Linked DNA regions of Mus musculus: regions 2, 3, 4, 5 and 6 are each linked to region 1. Evidence: chromatin contacts called from public Hi-C, HiChIP or PLAC-seq and capture Hi-C data. All regions are on one chromosome and are shown on one strand. The core of a region is the stretch at or near the end of the contact, and the rest is flanking DNA. Distances in the headings are between cores, read along the strand shown.

Region 1 (4,243 bases), core at 1,551-4,050:
TTTAAAAAATGGGATTCTTTGTGTATCTTTGCATTTTCTATTTGAAGAATGCTGGTGTGTGTGTGTGTGTGTGTGTGTGTGTGTCACATGCACGCGTACCCTTTCCATTTATTTTGAGATGAGCGTCTCTGTTGTACAAAGCTGAAGGACCCAGGATAGCTGGCCTTTGAGCTTCTGGAGAGTGTCCTCCCTCTGAACCTTGTAGGGGAGCACTGAGATTTCAGGTCAGTCCTGGCTGGAAGGTCTGGAGGTGCAAGCTCTGGCTCTCACCAACCTGAGCCATCTCCCCAGTCTCCAAGAGAGGATATTTTCTTTTTCTTTTTTTTTTATTCATTTATTTATTTTATTTTATTGAGTGTATGGTGGAAGAATGAAAATGGGTCAAAAGGGAGGGAGGGAGGTCTTTCCCATGCGGGACGATCCGTGCCTTGGGAAGGAAGGCAGTCAAACGGGTTCGTGTGTAGTCATTTGTGGTGCTTTATCCAAAAGACTTTGGTTCTGGCCTCCCATTTTATTCTCAAAGGGCAGCTTGGGAACCCTCCTCCTCCATGATTGTTCCCCACTGTGGTGCATGCATGGGTTATGAAAAACAGAAGGCAGGAGAGACTGGCTGACCTCCTTATTTGACAAGATGGGCTGGAGAGATGGCTCCATGGTTAAGAGCACCGACTGCTCTTCCAAAGGAACTGAGTTCAAATCCCAGCAACCACATGGTACCCAAGGAGCTGAAGGGGTCTGCAATCCTATAGGAGGAACAACAATATGAACGTTATAACCAGTGCCCCCAGAGCTCCCGTCTCTAGCTGCATATGTAGCAGAAGATGGCCTAGTTGGCCATCATTGGGAGGAGAGGCCCCTGGTCTTGCGAAGATTATATGCCCCAGTACAGGGGAATGAGGATATTTTCAAGAGCTAGAGAAGACAGGAATTTTCTTTTCCTCACACCTTATCATAATCCACAAAAATACCATATTTGGATTTTTGCTTTGCTAAAAATGAATATTATTACATCAGTGCTCATATACTTCTTGTTTAAACTGTTTTGCCTTTAAAAAAAATTTTTGTGACAGAGTCTTGGGGAAACAGCCCATGCTGGCCTCTAACTTTCAATCCTCCTGCTTCAACCTCCTGAGTGTTGGGATAACAAGCACGGACTACCATACTCAGTAGGACTAATTACAAACACCGTACCAATGCCCTTCTCATCATAGCCCTTTACTTCTGGTACAGAGAGCACCAGAAAACCCAAAACAAAACAGACCCCCCTAAAAAAAAATCCCAACAGATCAGTCTGGTGAGGTTACACTTCACTTGCCTGTGCCTTACACGCCTACAGTCCCAGAATTTGGAAGGTGAAAGAAGAGGGGGTGAGGTCCAGAGTATGTGAGACCCTTTTAGAAAAGAAGCAGAAGCAAACAAACACATAAAAACTCCTAATAGATTTCCATGGTGACTCTTGTCTCCGTTCACGCTGACTGTTGAATTAGATGCCCCAGAACAGGACTGAAAAAGAACATGTCCAAGAAGACCCATTCCCCCCTCTCTAGGCAAAGTGCCAACCTTTAGCGAGAGCACACAAGTGGCAGGTGTCCCAGGAGGTATCCTCTGATAAAGTCAAAGTCTGGGAAAGGGCGTGAAGGCAAGCTCTCCCCAATCCACCAAATCTGCACACTGCTCCATTCCAGCGGGAACTAGTAACTCACCCTGAGAGATGTGCCTGCTGTACTGGGTCCAAGGGAAGTTATAGGATAAAGACCTCTGGCAACTGGTAAGTCTGTGTACACTAACACTTTCTAACACGATCACTTCAGAAAGAATGTGAGATGTGTGTGGGAGAGGTGTTAAGGAGAAATGAGAGCACATGGTCCCAGTAGTCCGAGCTTCCTACATGGGCTGAGATGTGGCTTAGTGGGTACTTTCTTCCCTCTTAAGTGTCTGAGAACACAGTAGCACACGTTGTCTGAGATGACACACACACACTAAATAAGGAAAGAAATGGGGAAAATTAAGTTGTACTCTGACCTTATTACAGGAGCTGCAGCATATAAGCCACCGCCCCAACTCCACTTAAAAACCTAGTTTTCTGCATTGCAAGCTGCCTGAGTGAGCAAACATGACTGCCACAGGCAAAGATCTATAGACCGCTGAGCATCTGCTATGTGTTGTCAAAAAAGGACCCTGGATCTGCTGGTTGACTGTGTGAGGAGTAAAGTCTCTCTTTGCACCTGTTTTGTGTGTGTGTGTGTGTGTGTGTGTGTGTGTGTGTGTGTGTGTGTGTGTGTGTAGTACTGTTGCTCTTGGGCCCTGACAGCTGATGTCACAGCTAGGGGCTTTGCATTTCTTACTTGGGAAGCAGATAAGATCATTACTATTTTGCAACGAGGAAATGAAGTTCAGAGAGAAGACAGTTGAGTTTACAGCCACAGGTGACAGTATCCCACCTGGGCAGTCGGATTTCTTCTCTGTGGGAAGGTAAATGAGGGGGGTTGTAGCTCTGCTGTCCAAGACCTACGTAGCATGCACAAAATCCTGTCTTTAATCCTTGGTACCAAAACGATAAGAAACAAACCCAGAACCCTGTCCTCGTCTGCAGCCCACCCACTCCTTCTCTGAAATGATCGTACGACCTCCCAGTATTCATCCGCCAAGAAGAGGCCTGGGAATCAAGTTTCAGGAGCCCCAAACCAAGTACTGATGAGAGTCAAAATGAGAAATCCCGTACAAGAGTCAGTCTAGGGCTTGGGTCTAGGCTCTCCCTCCTGCGGCCGCGTTACTGCAAGAGGACCGGCGGGAGGCGCTGCAGACCGCGCCGCACCCGCCTCCAGCTCAAGCCCTCAGGCCTCCCGGGCACCGGGGCCGCCCAAGAGCGTCGCGGACTCTGGGCGATCGGCTCTTCCGCCAGCCACACCCTACGATCTTCCATTCCACCTCCTCTTGGAGAGGAACAGGGACGCTAAGGAGTTCTTCCGGGCGTGGCAGGGGACCTGGAATACGTTGGTGCGCTCCGGCAGAGCGAGAACTGCCCTCAGCGGGGACTCCAGGCGGAGCCCGATGCTCACTGGGTCGCGCATGCGCCGCTTTCCAGTCCAGTCCCAAGTCTCCTCCGCCAGCTGTAGCGGAGCGGCTCGCACCGCATCCCACCCCACAGGGAACCCTATTTCCGACTTTGAATCCCAAAGTGGATAGGCTGGTTCTGGGCTTGCATTGCAGCCAGCAGAAGCCCAGGCAACTGACACTCCAGTCTCCGGGGTGGGGACCCTGGTCGTCTCTGCTGATTCCCCCAAAGCTAATTGCCTCAGGAGAAGCACGTAGACCATCCAGGTGCTGGGCAGAGAGGAAAGGTGTTTCTGAGAGTTAGCTTATAATAATACATCAGCATGCACGTTGGATTTCCATTTTCGCTTTTTCATAGCTTTCCAATCCCCAAGGACTCTGTAGAAATTCAGGTGTGTGATTGTTATGTGTGTGCCACAGATAGCGATGGAAGAACTGCCCAGAACTTGTTGACATTCATTAAAATACAAGCTAACATCCTCACACGTTTTAGACCTACAGTATTAGGAACAACTCATCATGGCAAAGTTACTCGCCCAACATCTGTTCATTCCAATGGGAGGGTTTCTTTCCTGCCAAGAATTTTATGAATTTTATATAGGAGCTTGGTCCTGTTTGGGGAAGGTAGAGAAAGCCTGCCAAAGCGGCCTGGAAGAACTAAGGGATGATTCGCTTGTGACTTTGAAAAGGCTCTTGACGCTGGGAAAGTCGCCCTTCGGAAGAACACAGAAAAACAAAATCCCAAACAAGTGGCACGTGACCAGAAACAGCAGAGCAAGGTCAAGGCCCAGAGTCTGGCCGACCCACACGATTCTGTTCTAGCTTTGTTCAGAGAGGGTCTAATCCTTTGTGGAGAGAGGGAGGGTATTATGGGCCTGAAACCCAAACAACTCCTATCTGGGGATGCTGCAAGCTCCTTTCATTTCACACAGACCAGATAGGAGTAATCGTTCATCACCCAAACTCCTGTTAATCTCTGCATCTCCAATCCATTGTCTTCTCAATTGGAGTCTGCTGACTGGAAAGTTTATCTCCCGAAACCCATCATCAGGGGTGCTTGGAAGCCATCAGAGGGAAAAGGGCATCCAGTGAGTTAGCCCTTGAAACATTAATGATTACCTCTGGACTCAATGCGGGTTTGTTTATCCAAGCAGATTTCCAATAGGCTTCTCCTTAGCCATTGAAAGAA
Region 2 (3,885 bases), core at 1,259-3,758, 540 kb after region 1:
CACAATAAACTCTCTCTCTCTCTCTCTCTCTCTCTCTCTCTCTCTCTCTCTCTCTCTCTCTCTCTCACACACACACACACACACACACACACACACACACACACACACCAGAGAGAGACAGAGAGATAGAGAGAGAAAAAGAGAGTAAAAGAGAGACACAAAGACAAAGACAGACAGACACAAATGTGTGTGTGTGTGTGTGTGTGAGAGAGAGAGAGAGAGAGAGAGAGAGAGAGAGAGAGAGAGAGCACATGTGCACACACACATACAGGTTAATCTCCTGGAGACTTTACTCCCCACTTGACATCTTGTTCTTACATCTCAATTGGCCACCACTGGCAGTTCCTCCACCAGCAAAACTGGTAAACATCACAAGCTCCTCCCTCTTCCCCACTGATAGGTAGCTGTTACTTATCTATCAGCACTGCACTGACTTCAGATTACATTCAGTGCATTCCCTCCTGAGAACCTTGATTTGTTGGCATTCTCCAGAGAGTCACTCTCCCCCCTTCCTCCCCCAATGTGCCTTTCCCTGCTGCTCCTCTTCCCTTCACCCATGTGGGCTGTGAGCCTCCAGAGAGAGGCTCCTGCCATGTGGACAGAGAGCAAACCAATAAGCTATCCTTTGTGCAGGACCCTTGTGTTCTCTTTCTCTGGCCCACATTACTGAGAAAGGCTGAGTTACTACTCTGCAGCTCAGAGTGGCTCTGTGAGAAAGACAGAGCAGGGAAAGGACTAGAACCCAGGGCCCTCCCCTACCATCCTGCCGCTCTGAAAGTCACAGAAACACCACCAGACAAAACAGCCAGGGCAGACTGTAGCCAGCCTGGAGTTGCTGAACTCCGGGGAGAGCAGAAAGGACTTTTATGTGGTTTGAGGCTACATTCTATGATTCTTTATGTAGAAACAAATTGTCCTTTTAATTATTGTGTGGGTTGTACTGAAATAGATGAGCATTCCTTGAGCCACTGGCAGCAGCCAGAGTAGCCCAGGTGTTCATCCTGAAGACCGGCCAAGTTGCAAGCTTGCTGTTTGCAAGTGGGAGAGGAGTGTGTGTTTCAAAACAAAATGTTTTGTTGATTTTTTTTTTCAAAATTCAGCTTTTGGAATATTATGAAAGGAAATCACAATAGAAACACAAGCCATTCATGGAAGGTTTCCTTTATGAGAAAGAGTTGGGGACATGTCCTAGTGGGTAGTGTGTGTACTCGAGTATGTTAAAACACAATTGACTCATCTCAGCTTTGCAAAGTTTACAAAGATGGCTCCTTAGATTGAGTAGCTGGGACTGTCCTATTTTGAAAACCTTTTTATATATTCTTTTGTAATTCAACACAGGAAGGAACACTGGCCTACATAGAGCTGGAGCTTACAAACAGTGAAGAAAAAACAAATCAGAATGTCAATTATATCTTTTTCTTTATTCTTCTGCATGAGTCAAGTTTTGATCATGGGTTCTGCAGTGACTCTACAGACAGCACAATCTCTACCTTCTCTATTTCTGCTCAGTGGATTATGAACACAAATTGTTTTGTTGCCCAGTTAGGGCTTTCTACAGACAAAGGCCCAAGATCATGTCCCCTTTTCTATCCTGGGCACCCTTGAGGGTTTTCTGAATTCTCACTTTACACTCTTGCCGCCAGACAACTTGAAAAGGAGGCACAGATAACCAAGCAAACTATATGACAACTTTTCTATTACTCTTGTGTGGGACACAGCTAGAAGCAGGGAGTTCACACAGCAGCCATTGCTGCCCTTTACTATACACATCCTGGGCATAACTCCACTTAAGTTACTTTCTAGGGAATTTCTGTTCTACCAGCCGGGCTGTCTGTGTAAGACTTTGAATCACTCTTGGTGAGATGTTTATTTAAGAGAGACACCAGACGCTGGTAATATGACTCAGTTTCTCTCACAAGAACCATAAGCATGAGTTGGAATCGTCACAGGGCTCATTCACCACCACCACCACCCCACCCCCGTTAAATGTCAAAAGCCTGTATCCCAGGTGCTTCCAGCCTCCATCTACAGCACTGTCTGATTGGAATAACCAAGCCATATAGCTATGGATACAAAGGCAGAGATTTCAGTAAGAACGGAGACCCAGACTATCTGGTTTCCTGCCTAAGGAGCGGTTGCTTCCCTGAAATATGAAAAGGCAGCCACTTTCCTCTGTTCAGTAGTCAGACTGCGGGAGAGTTGCTCAAAACATCAGCCCCTCTCCTTTTGTGTTTCAGGAGAGCTGCATTTCTCCTGGCCTCCCAAGAAGAACAGCCCCCAGCACCTGAGAACCCAAGACCACACAGCAGACCTCCCTGGCACCTGCTTTCCTCATAGCCTTTCTCATACTTCTCAAGACCAGGACACACACAGCAGGAAACTGCTTAGCAACTGCACGTAGGAAACTAGGATTCCAAACTATTCCTGTGGGCTCCCCCCACCTGCTTTTGTTCTCCTGTTTTGTTTCCAGTCCTGTGTGATTATTCCATCACACAGCCACTAACCGGTTCTGCAAGCCCCAGGATCTCAGTTGGGATGACACAGGGGCTGCCCTGGAGCTTGGGGATTACACGCAAAGGCCCCACGCAGCCTGCCAGGGGGAGCCACAGAGGCCCAAGCTCCTTGGACAGCTCTGGTGGAAGCTCTTAGGAACCCTGATTTCTCTGGAAGTGACTGTTTTCCTGTCTTCGTTTTGTTATGCCCCTGCCTCTGACCTTCACCCTTAAGTCAGCAGCCTTGCCAGTTCTCAGGGTTTGCTTCTGCCCTTTCCTCTAGGAAGAAGAGGCCCAACCAGCCAACCTCAATATGTAAATCCTCTGTCCCACTGTATGTTTTGAAATTCCATTGTATTAAGAGAATCTTCCTCATGGGATCTCCCATGGAGTCAGTCTCTGAACACGCCTCTTAGGCTATGCTTTCTCTAAATCTCAGTAACTCTATCTCTGTGTCTCTTTTTCTGTCTCTGTCCCATTTTCTTTTGCGCTCTCTCTCTCTCTCTCTCTCTCTCTCTCTCTCTCTCTCTCTCCCTCTCTCTCTCTCTCTCTGCTTCACTTTATGCCTGAGGATGCATCCACATGTGTCACTCTGTCTTTGGAAGTTTCTTTTTATCTTAATTCACTCATGTGTGGGTATATATATATATATATATATATAGTATATATGTATTAATATACATGGACATTTGTGCTCATGAGTGTGGATGCCAGAAGTCAATATTCACCATCTTTTAAAATCAATTTCCACCTTATACTTTAAGGTATGGCCTCACTGAACGTGAAGCCCACTGATCATCTAGATGGCTGACCAGCAAGCTGCAGGGGTCCACCTGCCTGTCTTCCCAGCACTGTGATTAGAGATGCAGAACAACCATACTCAGTGCCCAGAAAGTCTATCTCTCTTCTTTACCTCCAGGCTTCTCATTTCTCTTTCTTTCTCTGTTTTCTCTCCACCCTCACCCCACAACTTCCCTTTCCTACCCCTGTATTCTGGTGGGTTTTTTGTTTTGTGTTGTTTTTTGGTGTTTTTGTTGTTGTTGTTGTTTTTCCCTTAAGCCTGGCAGCTTTGCCCAGGTCTCAAATGAGATATGATCAATTTTCAGGACAGCTAATTTTGCAAACCAAGGATCGATTTTCCCTCATCCCTGCAACTTGCCTTCCATCTCAGAATCCCTGAGTCTCACCAAAAACACTTCCTAGAAACAGGCCTGTGTGCCCTGGCAGGAGCCACCCAGCTGCACGGCAACCCGGGCGCTCCAGAGGAGACAGATTGACAATTGCAGCCCACAGCTAGCTGGGATTGCTCTGGCCGTGCTCCAGCTAGTCAGAGGCAATTCATATGAAATCAATAGGCCAAATCGACATTTTCAGAAGTTAACTCAAAAAAATC
Region 3 (3,906 bases), core at 264-2,763, 510 kb after region 1:
GACTGGAACAGATCTGAAAACATACACTCAGTGTGTGTGTGCCATTGTGAGCATGCGTGCGAGTACATGCATGCATGAGTTTGTGGTGTGTTTATACAGTCTTGTCTTGATGAACCACACAGCCCAGTGGGAGAGACGTGTAAATAAACATACAATCAGAACTGTCCTGTGATGAACAGATGCCTCAGTAGACAAAGACTGTGGCTTGAGGACTCAGAGGAGGATACGTCATCCTCTTGCAAGAAACAGGGGAGGTTCTAGAGAGAAAGACAGTAGGCCTGTGGTAAAGGGAACATTCATCAGGCAGTTATTTTATAAATTTTCCCATGGGTACACCGAAACTCCAAGGATTTGGATTCGTCCTGAGTTTACTGGTACCGACACCAAAAAGGGGCTCTGCTTTCTATTTGGATGATACTCTGTAGATCACGTGTGTGATGAACCCAGCTATTAAGCATCTTTCTCCAGACACCATCAAACAGGAGGCCATGGCCACTAATCAGGGCATCTTGTGCTCCTGATGTCACTGCCTGCCCTCTGTTGGAACATTTCTTGCTTGAGGACTCTCCTTTAATAAAATCTAGAGCGAGCATTACAAAGACAGCTCTAGGCAAATGAATTCTTCATGCCGGAAAGTCCTAGAGCCGCGCAAGAAGACCTCCTCTCAGACAGAAAGCGTGTGGGCAATAAATGTGAACCACCGGTACCTGAAGCTGACACAGTAACTACCTGACGCACTGACATGGATTCTCCCTGAAAGAAGAGAGTTTGCAAAATTGGTTTCAGGCCGGTTTGGTTTGAGGTCTGGGTACATTTATTTACAATCGGGGTGATCACAAGTCTGCTTTCCTCCTGATGATAGGATGGGGCACTTGTCTTTCCAAATCCTAAGATTGTTTGAAAATGGAGTCTGAGGAGCTGTGTGGTGGCTTAGAAAATACTACAATTACACTATATGCTTTCATTTTTCAAGGTGATATTTAAAACAAAATCATTGGTTGTGCCATCAGTGGTTATTGGCAGATGAGTCACCACACTTAAGTTAGCAGAGCCCACCTAGGTGTCTGCTAACAAAGGGGAGAGTAAAGAAACTACAGTGCATATACACAATCCATTTTTCTTCATCCATAATGAAGAACTCTATGTATTAATCTTCAATAACATAAAAATAAATATCACTGGTTTCTTTAGTCAATAGACATATTTTCCTAGTGTTTCAAGTCTATACCATCTTTGTATCAAATATCGTAAAAACTTGGAGAAATTTCTATCTGAAACCAACCTTCACGTTATAGATGTATAGACAGATAGATATATGGCCAGATATTAAGACATATAGATATAGGGCAAGAATTTCACCATGGCTTATGTAAGAAGCACATAAAATTCACAGCAAAGCAGATCCCATGTCCCCTGACTCATCCTTCCGTGCCTTCAACAAGTTGACAGTGTGCAACTCACAGAACATGTGCGTGCGGCAGATTCTTCCTGCTTCTGGCTGAGTCAGAGACAGGAAGTACGGCTTCCTTCTGGATTCTTCCATGACACCATTGCATCCTCCCTTAATAAGGACTCTCACTTAGTTCATCTCCTTCATAGAAGGCCATTTGCAAACACCTGTTCACTGCCAGGCTGATATGGTTGCTTGCATTTGAATCACACTCTTCAATCTTAACCTGGTGCATTATTGGTAAGCCCACAGATGGGGAAACTGAGGCACTGGAAGCTGGCATAAAATGGCTGGGAAACAGCAAAGCTGGAACGCTCATTTTAAAAGACATAATGCTTTTATTTCCTTCCATTGCACTGTGCATGCCAGCTTCAGAAGGTCGGGCTCCATCAGAAATAATCTTTCCCAATGGCAGCTCAAAAAGTAGAATCAGTGTTCACAAATAAACCCTGGTGGGCAGAATTAAGATCACAATTTAGACTTCTGGGGTAGCAGGACTATTTTTTTTTTAAACAAGATTGCAAAAAATAAAAATGGCAGTAATATTTTCCACATACTCAGTGACTCTTCTCCAGAGCAGTTTCACAAATTCAACGGAGATGAATCACAGGTAGGATTTACGAGTGTGTCCAACATGTAGCAGTGTGGGAGGCCCTATTACAGACAATGTCTATGTAATGACAGGAGCGCTGAAACCAGGCTGCTTAAATCACAGACGCTTGGCAGATAGGATGGATTCATTATGATTGTGTAAGAGGGCAGAAAAAGAAGAGTAAGTAGTAAGGCTTACTCTAGAAGCGGCTATTCATAACGATGTAGTAGTCTTCATCTTCCTTCTTGTCCTTGGACACGACTTAAAAATATTCTTCCAGAACTAGACCATGTAAATATGTCTATTCTGCTTTCATACTTGGTCATCATGGTGTTATTTACAGGCGATTGGGATCAGAATCCATTATATGCATGTGTGGTATTCTCAAAGAATTACTTAAGATACTATATTGCAAAGATATTATATACTGTGATATAAATTATTCCTTTAAAATAATATTTGGTGGATAGAAATAGTCCGAGTGTGGGAATAAAAGAAAAATAGGGAAGAAGCATGCAAGAGGTGAAATTAAAATGCAAAAGAAAGGAATGGAGATGGGGGTGGTCCCATGAGAGAAGACGACAGTGACCATCTCATGCCAATGATACCCTGGCCTCTCCAGCACCAGTTAGCTTTTCATGGCATCATTTGGTTGGCTCTTAAACCCACTGTGAGTCCTTCCGTAGCACTGGCAAGCCTTGTCTGGAAAGGGTCAGTCAGTATGTTGTTCATGCTTTGCCAGAATTATGATGTCTGTAGCAATTATTCAACTCTGCCCTTAGAGAACCAAATCAGACTCCTCAGTCCAATAACATTCATTTGGCACAAACACAGTAAGGATGGGATATCCTCCACCCCAGGGTGGGTTCTTTTATCAATTCTCATCTGGACTCTATTAATAGTCTCCAAATATCTGTTGGTGGAGTTTTTGTCTTTGTCCTCAATCACCTGAGAGAGATTTGAAAATCGTTACAGAAAAGTCAACAAGATGCATACAATGTCTGGGGCATCAGAGAAAACGAAGCCAGTTGATGTGTGTCAGTCAGTGGGACAGCCTTGTAAGTGGAAAGGTATCTAGCCTGAGTTCCCATAATTAAGCAGAACTTCACCTATATGTATCTATGGTCTATAGTGTTTCTTCTCCCCGATAACTTAGGCATGTCTCCATGGAAACTCCCAAATCTTGGCTTTACACAGAGCAGTAAAATTTCCCAAGAAACTTGTGGGCACTTTCCAGGGCAGACATTACCAAATCATTGCTGTGGCTTATTTAGCAGCCTTGTTTGATCACTGTGCTAAAGCAGCAAACACGGTTCTTCTTTGAAGTCTCTCTGTGTTAAGTTTATTTGGTGTGCGCATGCATGACATACAAGGCACTAAAGATGAAATCTCAGGGAGTTGTTTCAAGATACAAATTCCACCCACAGCTCTGGGATGTGGGGCAACCGATGCATCCATTAAATCCCATAAGGAATGCCTACTGTGTGCAAAAGGAGTTTTCCTTGGCTGCAGTCCAAGATAATTATCAGCCCTCCTTTTCAAACACCACCCCCACAGGAGATGCAGGATTATTGTCAAGGAAAGGAAGATCTTTCTTAGGATGTTTAGATGCAGATGAAGTAAAGAAGAGGAAAGAACAATTATTTGGTGGTGATGAGCTTTGTCTTTTAGCAGGAGTCCAGCTAGCCTGTGCAGATGATTTTTATTCCATTCTTGTTAAGAGTGTCAAGGCTCTCCAGCAATTACTCAAACAACTATGCTCTCAAAGCCCATAGTATAATCCATACACCTGTATGTTTTCCCCTCAAGCTCTTCCTAAATCATTTGTTAAGAAACACCCAGAGAGGGACTGGAGAGATGGCTC
Region 4 (3,894 bases), core at 860-3,359, 910 kb after region 1:
TGTGAATGCCAAGTTTACTTGTGGTCAGGACTAATGTAAGCGTGTGAGTCATTCCGATCCCTTGGGGAGACCTCACCTTACTCAAAGCTAACAGTTTATATGTGGACATCTGAGCTTGATTCTCAGAGCTCAGTCTGTCACTAGCAAGCCTGTGTCAGGGCAATCTGACTGATGATTTTACAAATAGAAATTAAACTAAAGAATGTACTGTCAAACCAACACAAGGTTCATGGCGGTGGGGACTGGCAAGCACACACATATTCAAGGTTTTATATATATTCCTATACCTGTATGTTGATACATGTATAGATGAGCTCAAAATATTATAAATTTTAATCATCCTTTCTTCATTTTCAGATGAGGAAGCCTTAGCTAACTTCCTTGTCTATAGTTGTAAGCCAGAAAGTAACAGATATTCACAATTAAAAAAAATTCTCCATTCATCCTATTATCTCAGAACACTCTTTAATTTTCTATGAGCACCAATTTTAATAATATAATATTCTAAACATCTCTACTTTACTTAAACTATTGTAAGTATCTTCTTATATTAAATATGATTCGAAAACCACCACTGAGCGAGCTGACTTGCTATCTCATCAGTGAGGCATCAAAATTGGGTAGCCAAGTTGCTTTCCATTTTTTCTTTTTCAAGTAGAACTGCAGAGAAAATCCTCTCAGAAAAGCATTTTAACAAACACTTGTTTCAGAATTATTTTCAGGTCACAGGAAAGAGTGTCTTTCTCAGTTTCTCCTGGTGCTAGCACCTCGCCTTTCCATAGTACAGCCCTGACAATGGAAAAACTGAACTTTGATGCTTTGTTCTGCTTTCATTAGGTTTCCCACCAATGGTGTGCTGTTCCAGGATCCAAACCAGCATGTTGCACTGCACTGAGTGTAGCAAACTGTATACATGCATGTGCCATTTCTATCTATTCTGCACTGAGTGTAGCAAATTTTATAGGTGCCTGTGCCATTACAGTCTATTCTGGATGTGGAAGAATGAACTACTGGAAGTATGAGCCCAGGAGAAGAGAGGGTTTTTTTTTAATCATTTGATACATATTTGATTGCCCACCGGAAGTGTGGTGGCAACACACCTTCCCCACGGATACATTAGATGCCTATTTATGCTGCTGTCATCTCTGCCTCGTGTTATGATTGCATATAATGACAGCCAAGTTGTAAAAAGAGAGATGGTGGTAGAAGGCCATATCTCTCTGCTGATCTATCTGGTTTCAGAAAAATGTGAAGCCCCCTTAGCAAACCTTGTCTGGGGAAGAGAGAGGAGGACAGGATGGTTTAGTGTAACAACTTAATAGAGGGTATAGAGATACAAAAATAGAGACATGAACATCGAAGAGTTTATGTTCCTATAGGCCAAGGTTAAGATGGGGGTAAAAGTGTCCTGTGTTCAGAAGTTGAAAAAGAAAAAAGTTTAAAAAAAATAAATAAACCCTATGGAGCTGAGGAGATGGCAGAGTCGGTAAAATCAGAAGCATAAGAACCTAAATTCAAATCCCAGCACCCACATAAAAATCCAGATGTGGTGATGATGCACACCATTAATCCCTGTATAGGGGTGAGGGGCAGAAACGAAGAACCATTGGACATCTAGTCTAATTCAATTGCTGAGATTCAGGTTCAGTAAGAGAACCTGTCTCAAAAAAAACTGAGGTAGAGAATGATCAAAGAAGGTATCAGATGCCAGATGTTGACCTCTGTCCTCTGCATAAAGTTACACACACACACACACACACACACACACACACACACACACACACACGCACACACACACACAAGGCACATGGGTGGGGATAAACACAAACTGAAAGGAAAGTGATTTGAAAGAATATGGAAGTAGGAATCAGGAATTGTGGGACTGGGGTAGAGCAAAGAAGATGCTCTGCTGGTGACATTAGATTACCACACCAAGATCCCAGACCCTACACCTCGATACACAGTCAGATGATTCTTCAAGGACCAAGAGAATGCAAGAGGAAACTGAAAGGCTTCAGGCCATTGCAGGAAGGGTGGGAATGGGGGCTGACAGCCAAATCTGTTCTCTTTGTCGTGTCGGAAGTCAGGTGGCCACAGGAGGTGACCCTGACCTCAGTCATGAGTCAACTCAGTCCGACAGGTCGCCACACACCTGTGAACGTGCCTTCCTGTCTGGGCTGTGGTTTGCCTTTGCTGAACAGAAACAGGGACGAAATGAAGAGGAGGACAAAAGCAGACTCTTGGGTTTCAGCATTTTCTCTGTTGTCTACCAGAAAATTGCTCAAGTGAGCCAAAGGGGAAAGCCGTCAGCAAAATCCACAGGCTGGGGAGGATCCTGGAATGTAAAATGTGCTGCAGCAACTGCACAGGAAGAAGTTATCTGTCCACAGGTAGGAATAAAAGAGAGAGAGAGAGAGAGCAATGTAAAGGCTCATAGTTTTTTTGTGGGGTTTTTTTTTTTTTTGGCTTTATGTGTGTGATCATTAATCATCTTCCCAAGAACAGAGGATGGTTTCCTTACTGTAAGAGGAAAAGAGAAACAGATCCCTTTGGCCAATATGCTACCCAGATGTTCACCAGAGCCCGGTATCTTTTTTTTCCACATTTGATTTGAAGAAGTGAGAGCTAAAGTGGCAACCAAAGAGTAGAGGCTCCTGAAGACAACATCACCTATTCCATGACGGCTGTGACAACAGTTCCCCTTCACAGTCGCAGGGTCTGCAAGCTTTCAAGCGGAGCATCCAGCCATAGTCTGACAAAAGCCATGGAAGTATTTGGTGGACAGACTCTGGCCAGTTCCATCCAGCAGACCTGTTATCTAGAAAGACAGAGAGAGGCCCGTGTGCAACTGCCAGCCACAGGCAATGCTGGATGTATCCCAGCCTTCAGTTGCTTCCCACCGAGTCCGTCATTCCCTGGTAGTTAATCACCAAAAGGAAGGACTAAGTCATTCACAGGTTTGGTGGAAATAATTCTAGGAAGGTGCAGGGGAAAGGGGAAAGGTGCTACACAAAGACATTGAAGCTCAACAGGACTGACGTAAGTTTAAAGACACGCTCATTAGGACGGGCATGCAATCCACTTCCCAAAGGGTTTGAAGTGCTTGTAATGGTAATGCAACTGTAAAACAGTCAAAATGGTTTTTTAAAATGCTCGAGACTGTCACAACCCAAACAGAAAAGTACCCAGATCCTCACTGACTTCATCTGCCTGTAACTTTCAAGAAGCAGAGACCAGATCGCTTTTCATCCTGGGATCTCCACAGACAAAGTCTCATTACCAGCCATGATTTATTTTCTTATTATCTTATAGTTTTATTTATGTAAATATTGTATGAAAGCAAATCTTATATTGCCTTAACCATAAGTGAATATCCCTTCTCACGTGTAAACATTTAACCTTGGGGGGCAGGGAGGGACGGGGCATGGCTAACATCTGACAACAGAAGAATTACAAAGCACACCTCACGGGGTGCACTGAAGAAAGTTTTGGCCCTGATGTTTACTTCAGCTTCATGTATACACAAATAGACAAATAAAGATGAGGGTGATGGAAAAGACAAAGAAAAAAACAAAAACAAATCCTGCAACCTTTCTCAAGCCCAAACAAAAGCTGGGATATGAAAACTGAAATTTTCTACCTAGAGGAATAGACATCTGATGATGTATCCAGATACGGCCCCAAAATGGCCACAAGCACCATCAGAGCCTAGTCCCTCATCCTGGGAAATGTGAGACCCAAAGGTCTCTGAAGGTGTCTGGGCTCTGGCACTCAGTGGTGTCACGGTGAAGTCGTTTAACAGTCAAACATTCTGTGTGAGGCACACGTGGCTGCTTAAAGTGGGCTGGACAAGGAAGCACTTGATTTCTCTGCTTGATGAAACTTGGCAAAGAG
Region 5 (3,848 bases), core at 1,029-3,528, 680 kb after region 1:
ACACATCTACAAGCACACATACACCACACACACACACACACAGAGAGAGAGAGAGAGAGAGAGAGAGAGAGAGAGAGAGAGAGAGAGAGAGAGAGGATGGCCTTGATTATACTGTTTCATGGTCTGTAAATGCACATCTCCAGTGCTCTCAATTTTAACCATGTTATAAAAACAACTTCAGGGAACTTCAAAAAAAAAAAAAAGATGATGACATAGAAACTGTTCAAGGAGAGCAGAGCCAGAATGATGGCCATGAAATTGAACAAATATCAAATAATTGAGTGGAAAACCTCAAACCTCATTGTCCCAGGGGTTTCTAGTGTGAAATCAAAATATAGATGGCCCTGTGCAGGTAAGAGCTAGATATTCCGTTGTTTCCTAGCTCATAAAGAAAGGCAAAGGCTACTTTCAAAACCAACTTTTCCAGGCTTATGGAATCCTTCAAAGGGAATAAAAGAACTCACCTTTCATGAATTTTTGCTTCTGAAAGTTTAGTGAAAGAGTCCAGGAGAGCTACAATGGCTAGCTCTTAGGAAAAACATAATCATGTAGAAAGGCAAAGATTTTAGGGACTCTTACTAAGCTGCTGTAGAAGGACTGGCTTATCTAGGGAGGATGAAGAACACTGGTTTATCTTTTCCAGAAAACCCAGAAAGAGGAAACTTTCCTGGAGGAACTGCCTCCAGCAGGCTGGATTGTAAACAAGTCTGTGGGGCATTTTCTTGATTATTGATTGATGTGTGTATTTGTGGGAGGGGGTGTTAGATGCCAACACTCAGACAGGCGGTCCTGGGTTGTATAAGAATCCAAGCTGAGCAAGCTATAGGGAGCAAGCAACTAGGCAGAGGTTCTCTAGGTCCGATCTTCATGCCTCCAAGCTCTTGTTTTGAGTGCTGCCCTGATTTTCCTCGATGATAGATTCTAAAATGTAAGGTGAAATAAACCACCCTTTGCTCCCCAAGTTGGTTTGCGCAGAGTTTTATCCAGCAATGGAAAGCAAGCTGTGCAAATGTGTCTCTCCTTGGCACTTTGTATTCTAATTACGTCGGTATTTGTTTTCCAAGTGCGGTGAAAGAGAAAGCTGTGTATTTGGATAGGGTCAGGCACAAGAGCCTGTGTACAGCAGGCCAGGAATAGAGAATACTCCTGATTGTGTAGGTAGGTGGGTGGAAGGATGGATGGACAAATGGACAGACAGATGAGTGAGGCCCAAACAAAATCCCTTGCATTCCTTGGCAGTGTTGTTATAGTATTGATAAGGAGAAGAATGGAGCTTTAGTATATGCTACAGCTTTAGTTGGCATTGTCTCTTTAGCCCTCGTGACGTTGCTGGTAGGTAGATATCATTATCCTCCCTGAGGAGATAAAGAAGCGAGTCTCAGCGATGTGATGTCAACTGACTTGCCAAGGCTCACGTGAAAGACTGGCAGGCCCCCGTAACAACAAAGACTGATGAGGGTGGAGGAGAGATCAGGTATTGATAGGAATTTCAGACCTGGTCACATCATCTGCTTGGACATTCTGCTCTGCCAAAATACTTTGAAACATTAAAAAACAAAAAAAACAAAAAAAAAAAAAAACATTTAAAAGTGGGTAAGATTTCCAGTGTTTTTTGAAATTGGAGAAAATGAATTGCCAAGCAATAAACAAACAGCGGCTCTGTTTTATGAGCAAGTGGATTAACTTGGAGCACATAGGCAGGACTTGATCACGCACAGGATCCTGCCGTGTTCCAGAGCTTTGCAGCAGTTGGTGTCGCTCACACTTGCTGCCAACTGACTGTGTTTTTCAAATCTCATATCTCAGATTGTGACTTAGCCAAAAAGTAAAAATTGTGAAAGAGTTTTAACAGCTCACAGATCTCATGAAGACCAAATAAATAGTTTCCTAAATACGTTTTCTTTTTCTTTAAATGTAAAATTTGGGGAGGCAGAAACCCAGTCTTTTATGTTCTTTCTAAAGTGCAAGACCCGAGGGCTATGTGCTCAATAATCATTTGTTGAATGAGCAGAATTTAGCACAATTGCATTTAAGTGCACCTGCTCCGGTTACATTGTTAGGGACCACCAAACACAACAAGATGCAAACAAACACTACTGAATCTGGCTTTCTTTAGGTAAGTCTAGAAGCTTCACAGGGGAAAATTCAAAGTAAGAAATGTGAGCACAAACAGGAAAACAAGCTAGCAAGCAGAACTGGGCCACCAGCACATAAAGCCACTTGGTTCAGGCCCAAAGCTGAAGAAGTCAATAGAATGAGCCCTTTAACAAATGGCATGAGTCATAGCAAACATTAATGACATTCAAAACAAAGATGGAAACTTTTTTGTGTTACATTTCTGTCTGGTCAGTGGCTAGCAATTTTCTGGAACTTCCTGCTGAGAAGAGTCTGAAGCCAGATGCAGGCTCAGAGAGGAAGGTGTGTCATGACCTATTTGTGACATCTCCTGGCAAAAATCCTATGGTGTTAGAGATTCCATGATGTGTCCCATGAATTCACACAAGATTTTAATCTCCAAAGTTATATGTTAACATAATGAAGAGGGCAGACACAATCCAGTGTGCTTAGGGGCGGGGCTTCCAAGGACTGATTAGGGTTGGATGAGGTCACGGGAGCTGATCCCTCACAATGTGTCTCAGTGCCTTTAAAAGGAGTGAGACCACAAGTGACATACAGACTTCCTGTCTCTTGCTGTGTAGTCCCACATGCTGCCCTGGTATAATGCTAGTTAAAAACAAACAAACAAACAAACAACAACAAAACAGATTACCAGATGTGGTTTCTTTTTGAAGCCTTTATTTTCAGAATTGTGTATTAAATAAACCTCCAAGGGTCAGCAGGGTGGCTCAGTGGCCAAGGATACATAGTACTAAGCCTGACTTGAGTTAGATCACTGGGACCCACATATCGGAAGGATAGAACCAACTCCACAAAGTTGTCCTCTGACATACACAGTGTTCAATATTTAATTATTTAGCTAATTAATTAATGCAGTAAGAATTTAAAACTAAACCTCTTATGAAGTTATGCTTCAGATGTTTTTTTGACAGGAAGGAAAACCTAGCTAATAGGGATTAGTGAGAACAGTCAGAGGACTGGTATTAATATTTTTTCCATGTTTGCATTTGATAATATAGGTTGAAAAACAAAACAAAACAAAACAAATGACAATGCCTTTAAGAAATAGTTTGATCCACCTGACTCATGTATTCAGCTAAAGATCTTAGTAAAAGAACTGATTGGTCTCTATAACTGAGAATATATGTGGGTAAATATATATGTACATGATGTCTGGTTTCTGGTGTTCTCACAGTTGTGCCAACATTGTTCACACTTGCATACATACATACATACATACATACATACATACATACATACATACATACATACATGTGTGAGTATCAGACAAAACATAGATGAAAGACTTAATCATTTGTATTAATTGATAATATGGCATGTAGCTGGTCAAAGTTTTTGGGTTTCCCAATATTATTCAATAAACATTCATAGATTAGCATATGTTTACAAGCAGAGAGAGAGAGAGAGAGAGGCAAAAGAAGAATTGGCTAACTCATGAGAGATGCTCAAGGTACCAACCAGCATGAGGACTGAATCAGGAGAAGTCTAAAGTGATACGGGAACAGCTATGAACACTCTGAGGACCAGGCCACAATCAGCATACCATGAAGAGCAGCAGCCACACCATCCTCATATTCTAATACCCAGAGCTCTGGAAGCTGAGCCCAGAGGCAGACAGTACAACATACCATAGAGGAAAGGCAGTTGCTTTAACCTAGCTGCATGTGACTCCCTTACATTCTCTACTTCACACTTCCTGTTAGGTATGA
Region 6 (4,053 bases), core at 632-3,131, 560 kb after region 1:
CCTGCAACCTACTGAAGTGGCACTGGAGGGGCAAGCCTTATCCCCATCTGATGGATGAGGACACCATGACTCAGAGAGGTGAGCGATGTGACCAAAGTCTAACAGCAAAAGTAACCATAGTGTACTGATTTCTAAGCTATTAATTAACTTTCCAACTGTTTGCCCATAAGGAACTGCCTTCTGCGGTTAGAACCCATTCCTAAGTCTCTGGTTACCACTCACCACTCACTTACTTTGCAAAACTCACCTAAAGGTACTCTGCCCACGCATCCTTCTGAGTCTGTGCCCTTTCTTTGGAAGCTTGCCCTCTTCCTCTCTTAAGTGAAGGGGAGGTCTCCCAGTATTGCAACTCTTCCATGACAACTGAACAAGCTCTGAGAATCCTTAAAGAATGTGATGTGTCAGAGCCAAGGGACAGTGTGGAAGGACTGACTTAGGGAAGAGGGGGATGAAAACTGGGTTGTAGCAGCCAGCTGTCCTTCCCAATTCTCTTCTGTTGAACCTGTCCTTTATATGGGTTCTCAAAGAACCTAAAGGAGATCCTTGCTAGAAGGAGGTGCTTTGTGTCCTAGAAGCAATGAGGAAGGGCACCCTGCTCTGGAGAACAGCCACTTCAGGCCTTGTCACACCAAGGCAGATGCTCAGTAGGGACTGGGTCTCCAGATCTCCCTTAAAATAGTTTTATGGGTTCAGGCATGATTATCTTGGGTAACATGAATCTTCACACCCAAATAAGGAGTGGGGAATTAACTAGTGTAAAAGAAAGTCAATACTTATACAAAGCAGAATTATAAATGAGACAGGAATTTAAAATGTAAGTCAACATTCTCAGGAAACAATGGATATTGGTAATAGGCTATGCAAGTAAAATATAAAAAACAATGAGGAAGTCATTTTAATATTAATGAATGCAATACGTAAAAGATACAAGGTATGGGGCAAAGTTGATGGAGAAAAATGGGACTGAAAACAGCAGGAGAAACATTCAGAGGGCTTTAGGTTCCTTCCCACAGCCATCATTAAGGAAGGAGGAAAACTATAAAGAAAATGATAAGTATGTAAAGAAACAGAATGGCCCAAGTTGAATGACAGTAGTTAGACAGGATTTTCTTCCACCTCAGTGGACCCTTCCTGCTCACTTCCTGGTAGGGCACAGTGCACTGGTTTCTATGGTTTGGAATCACAGTCTCAACTCTGACATCTGAATGAGTTCACTTCCGCCAGTGGATCACAATGCTGAATTTGGGTTCTAGTTCAGCCTTCCCCTTCCTCTGTCCTGGGTGGCTTTGCTCTGGAGCCTTCTGTGGAATGAAGGACATGGTTCAGTTTCCTTCTCTCTGAATTGCGTTTCCCCATCTGACTTTCATCTGAGTTCTTACTGTCAGTCCCCTGTTGGTTTGGATCCACCTGTGGTCTCTGGATGAAGAGGATGAAGGAGGAGAGAAAACAAGACACATGTGAAAAGTACACTACATCAGAAGTTGGCTGTATGCTCTCTAGATGATGCAAATGCTTAGAGCCAAGCTTTTTCCTTTTGAGTTCTTTGGAGGTTGCTTCTACACCCCTCCAACCTGGAGTCTTTGGATTCAGATGAATATAGCATTATATTGGCTGGTCCCTCTCAGCTCTTCCCACAGTCATAGGAGTCCAACAACCCTTGCCTCTCCATCTACCACTAGTTTCCTTCACCATCTCAAGATGATACCACTAAATAGGTTAATAGACCTATTCTACTTACCACATCTAACACCCTCCCTCGTACACACGCAGAGGCTGTCTCCTCCCACGCAGTCACAGAACCACAACTAAGCCATAGTAAATAGGAAGTTGCTGTTCTAGTAACTGGGGAGAGCAGATGGATGTCAAAGCAAACACATTCTGCTGGCTCTGGCCCAGAGCTCTTGCTGTCTCAGCCTTTGGATTTCCTGGAATGGGCTACATCAAGCCCAACAGCAACTGAAGTTGGGGAACTTGTTTCAAAGCTTTCCAAACAGTCTCAGTGATGCTCTCATCATTGTCTTGGGTGGAAAATAACTTAGTCCCAGAACAGTTCCCTCTTCACAGAATCATCACTCTCTTTATTCTTGAGAGGTTGAGAGAGTCAACTGACAGATTACAGCTTGTGCTTGCTGTGGCTGATTCCGAACGCTTGTGCCTCATGGTTTGGGGTGAGCTCTGGTCTTCTCTGTCTTGGTTTTATGATTTGTGAGATGTAAATAGAGCTTAGCCGTACAATTAATAAAAAGATTAAGTAAGATGACACATGGAAAGCATTTATAAATACACTGAGGGTCCCAGCTGTTGTTCTTATAATGTAAAATCTCCATGTAAACAGGGGATGCTATCATTAAAGCAGGATGACCCATAGGTTCCACATTATGATTAGTGGATCGGAGTTTACAAATTTTCCTGAATCCATGAGCTTAAGTATGAATAAATATGGATCAGTTTGAAGAAAAGACCTAGATAATGTTATTATTATCTCCACATAATTTGCTGAAAAATTACACATGCTTGTCAAAGTTGCAGATTTCAAGGATGACATGTCTAGAGAAGACAAGGGGTTCCATCCTCAACTCATCTGATGATCTTCCTGGCTACTGGGACCCACAATGATTGAGGCTTGGTACTTTTTAAACTAACAACTAAAAAATGTAGTTTCACCTTGGAGAGCCACACATCTCTGAATGGAGCTCAGTTTGTGTTTCCTAAAGAATCCACTAGGATTTTATTAGCCCTTTGTTCATGTTCCAGGGTATCTGTTTTCTACCTATCTGTGACCCTCCCTTGGATTGAATTTTTGCTCTTAGTTTTAAGTACGACATTGGCTTTGGGTGTTTCTGCAGACATTCATTTTAAACACGGCTAGTGGCATCTTGAGGCCATAAATTCTTGTTTTATCTTTTCATCTTGATAATTTAATTTTGGCTTTCAATATTTCCCTCTCTACAGAATTCTGACACTGTGCTTATCCTTGTCCCTAATGAAAGTTTAGAAACTGAATAAAGACAGCATTGAGAGCTAAGAGAGCACATCAAAAGGAGCACTTACACCTCAAAGGAGAGACAAGGGAGAGCAGCAGAAGACAGGGAATCCAAGAACTAATGCTTGAAGGTGGAGGTGTTTTCTGGTAAAGATGTACATTTAAGTGTATTGAAACAGAAGAGCACTGCAGAGCACAGAGACATGGGCAATGCTGTGGTGGACTGTAAACACAGCTGATGTGTGGGAATGCAGGATGAGAGAATGGTAAAAAGTAACCCTGAGAAGATGAAAGAGTCAATGAAACTTCTTTTTTTTTTTTTTAAATGGGATATTTTCTTTATTTAAATTTCAAATCATTTCCCCTTTCCAGGTCTTCCGTTTGGAAACACCTTATCTCATCCTCCCTCCCCCTGCCTCTATGAGGGTGCTGCCCCACCCACCCACCCACTCCTGTCTTTCCACCCTGGCATTCCCCTACACTGGGGCATCCAATATTCTCAGGCCCAAGGGCCTCTCCTCTCACTGATGTCCAACAAGGCCATCCTCTGCCACATACATGGACAGTGCCATGAGTTCCTCCATGTGTACTCTTTGGTTGGTTGTCCAGTGCCTGGGAGCTCCAGGGGTCCTGGCCTATTGACACTGTTGCTCCCTCCATGTGACTACAAACCCCCTCAGCTCCTTCAATCCCTTCTCCAACTCTTCCATCCTGCACCCCTCACTCAGTCCAATGGTTGGCAGCGAGCATCTGCCTCTGTATTTGTCAGGTCTGGCAGAGTGTCTCAAGAGACAGCCATATCAGATTTCCATCACCAAGCACTTCCCAGCATCCACAATAGCGTCTGGGTTTCGTGGCTGTATATGGGATGCATCCCCAGCTGGGGCAGTCTCTGGATGGTCTTTCTTTCAGTCTCTGCTCCACACTTTGTCTCCATATTTTCTTCTGTGAGTATTTTGTTCCCACTTCTAAGAAGCATTGAAGCATCCACACTTTGGTTTTCCTTCTTCTTGGGCTTCATATGGTCTATGAATTGAATCTTGGGTACTCTGAACTTTTGGGCTAATATC

Evidence for each region. A called contact is a pair of places that touch in the nucleus more often than the background predicts. HiChIP or PLAC-seq counts read pairs in DNA pulled down with a chosen protein or histone mark. Capture Hi-C pulls out chosen DNA fragments and counts their contacts.
Region 2: a contact with region 1 is called in a capture Hi-C map of embryonic stem cells, with 6 times the contacts expected there. The contact joins two enhancer-like sites. A contact is called at or near these places in 5 of 484 Hi-C or Micro-C datasets (bone marrow-derived macrophages, embryonic fibroblasts, embryonic stem cells and 1 more), 3 of 115 datasets of contacts at active chromatin or transcription factors (embryonic forebrain, embryonic stem cells and extraembryonic endoderm stem cells) and 1 of 9 other capture datasets (embryonic stem cells).
Region 3: a contact with region 1 is called in an H3K4me3 HiChIP or PLAC-seq map of bone marrow-derived macrophages, with 10 times the contacts expected there. The contact joins two enhancer-like sites. A contact is called at or near these places in 1 of 15 datasets of contacts at CTCF or cohesin (pro-B cells), 3 of 484 Hi-C or Micro-C datasets (bone marrow-derived macrophages, embryonic fibroblasts and uterus), 5 of 115 datasets of contacts at active chromatin or transcription factors (bone marrow-derived macrophages, embryonic stem cells, extraembryonic endoderm stem cells and 1 more) and 1 of 9 other capture datasets (embryonic stem cells).
Region 4: a contact with region 1 is called in a Hi-C map of uterus, with 2.1 times the contacts expected there. The contact joins two enhancer-like sites. A contact is called at or near these places in 2 of 484 Hi-C or Micro-C datasets (both in uterus), 4 of 115 datasets of contacts at active chromatin or transcription factors (cardiomyocytes, embryonic hindbrain, neural tube and 1 more) and 1 of 9 other capture datasets (embryonic stem cells).
Region 5: a contact with region 1 is called in an H3K27ac HiChIP or PLAC-seq map of extraembryonic endoderm stem cells. The contact joins two enhancer-like sites. A contact is called at or near these places in 1 of 15 datasets of contacts at CTCF or cohesin (embryonic stem cells), 1 of 484 Hi-C or Micro-C datasets (bone marrow-derived macrophages), 9 of 115 datasets of contacts at active chromatin or transcription factors (bone marrow-derived macrophages, embryonic basal ganglia, embryonic limb bud and 6 more) and 1 of 9 other capture datasets (embryonic stem cells).
Region 6: a Hi-C map of bone marrow-derived macrophages shows a contact between it and region 1, with 16 read pairs. The contact joins two enhancer-like sites. A contact is called at or near these places in 3 of 484 Hi-C or Micro-C datasets (bone marrow-derived macrophages, embryonic fibroblasts and liver), 6 of 115 datasets of contacts at active chromatin or transcription factors (bone marrow-derived macrophages, embryonic basal ganglia, embryonic forebrain and 3 more) and 1 of 9 other capture datasets (embryonic stem cells).

What each region holds. Positions count from the first base shown.
Region 1 is chr4:55,512,046-55,516,288 of GRCm38.p6, forward strand. No RefSeq gene overlaps it. Among named protein-coding and RNA genes, the nearest start is that of Klf4, 18 kb to the right of the region's middle. Within about 2 kb of position 2,801, at least 148 of the 459 cell types and tissues checked have an H3K27ac peak or open chromatin away from gene starts, as enhancers often do. A contact at or near this core is called in bone marrow-derived macrophages, embryonic stem cells, extraembryonic endoderm stem cells and 1 more, where this site is marked.
Region 2 is chr4:56,049,658-56,053,542 of GRCm38.p6, forward strand. No RefSeq gene overlaps it. Among named protein-coding and RNA genes, the nearest start is that of Gm12519, 51 kb to the left of the region's middle. Within about 2 kb of position 2,509, at least 19 of the 459 cell types and tissues checked have an H3K27ac peak or open chromatin away from gene starts, as enhancers often do. A contact at or near this core is called in embryonic stem cells, where this site is marked.
Region 3 is chr4:56,025,363-56,029,268 of GRCm38.p6, forward strand. No RefSeq gene overlaps it. Among named protein-coding and RNA genes, the nearest start is that of Gm12519, 26 kb to the left of the region's middle. Within about 2 kb of position 1,514, at least 5 of the 459 cell types and tissues checked have an H3K27ac peak or open chromatin away from gene starts, as enhancers often do. A contact at or near this core is called in bone marrow-derived macrophages, where this site is marked.
Region 4 is chr4:56,419,667-56,423,560 of GRCm38.p6, forward strand. No RefSeq gene overlaps it. Among named protein-coding and RNA genes, the nearest start is that of Gm34628, 57 kb to the right of the region's middle. Within about 2 kb of position 2,110, at least 8 of the 459 cell types and tissues checked have an H3K27ac peak or open chromatin away from gene starts, as enhancers often do. A contact at or near this core is called in uterus, where this site is marked.
Region 5 is chr4:56,190,968-56,194,815 of GRCm38.p6, forward strand. No RefSeq gene overlaps it. Among named protein-coding and RNA genes, the nearest start is that of Gm42291, 120 kb to the right of the region's middle. Within about 2 kb of position 2,279, at least 5 of the 459 cell types and tissues checked have an H3K27ac peak or open chromatin away from gene starts, as enhancers often do. A contact at or near this core is called in extraembryonic endoderm stem cells, where this site is marked.
Region 6 is chr4:56,068,995-56,073,047 of GRCm38.p6, forward strand. No RefSeq gene overlaps it. Among named protein-coding and RNA genes, the nearest start is that of Gm12519, 70 kb to the left of the region's middle. Within about 2 kb of position 1,882, at least 43 of the 459 cell types and tissues checked have an H3K27ac peak or open chromatin away from gene starts, as enhancers often do. A contact at or near this core is called in bone marrow-derived macrophages, where this site is marked.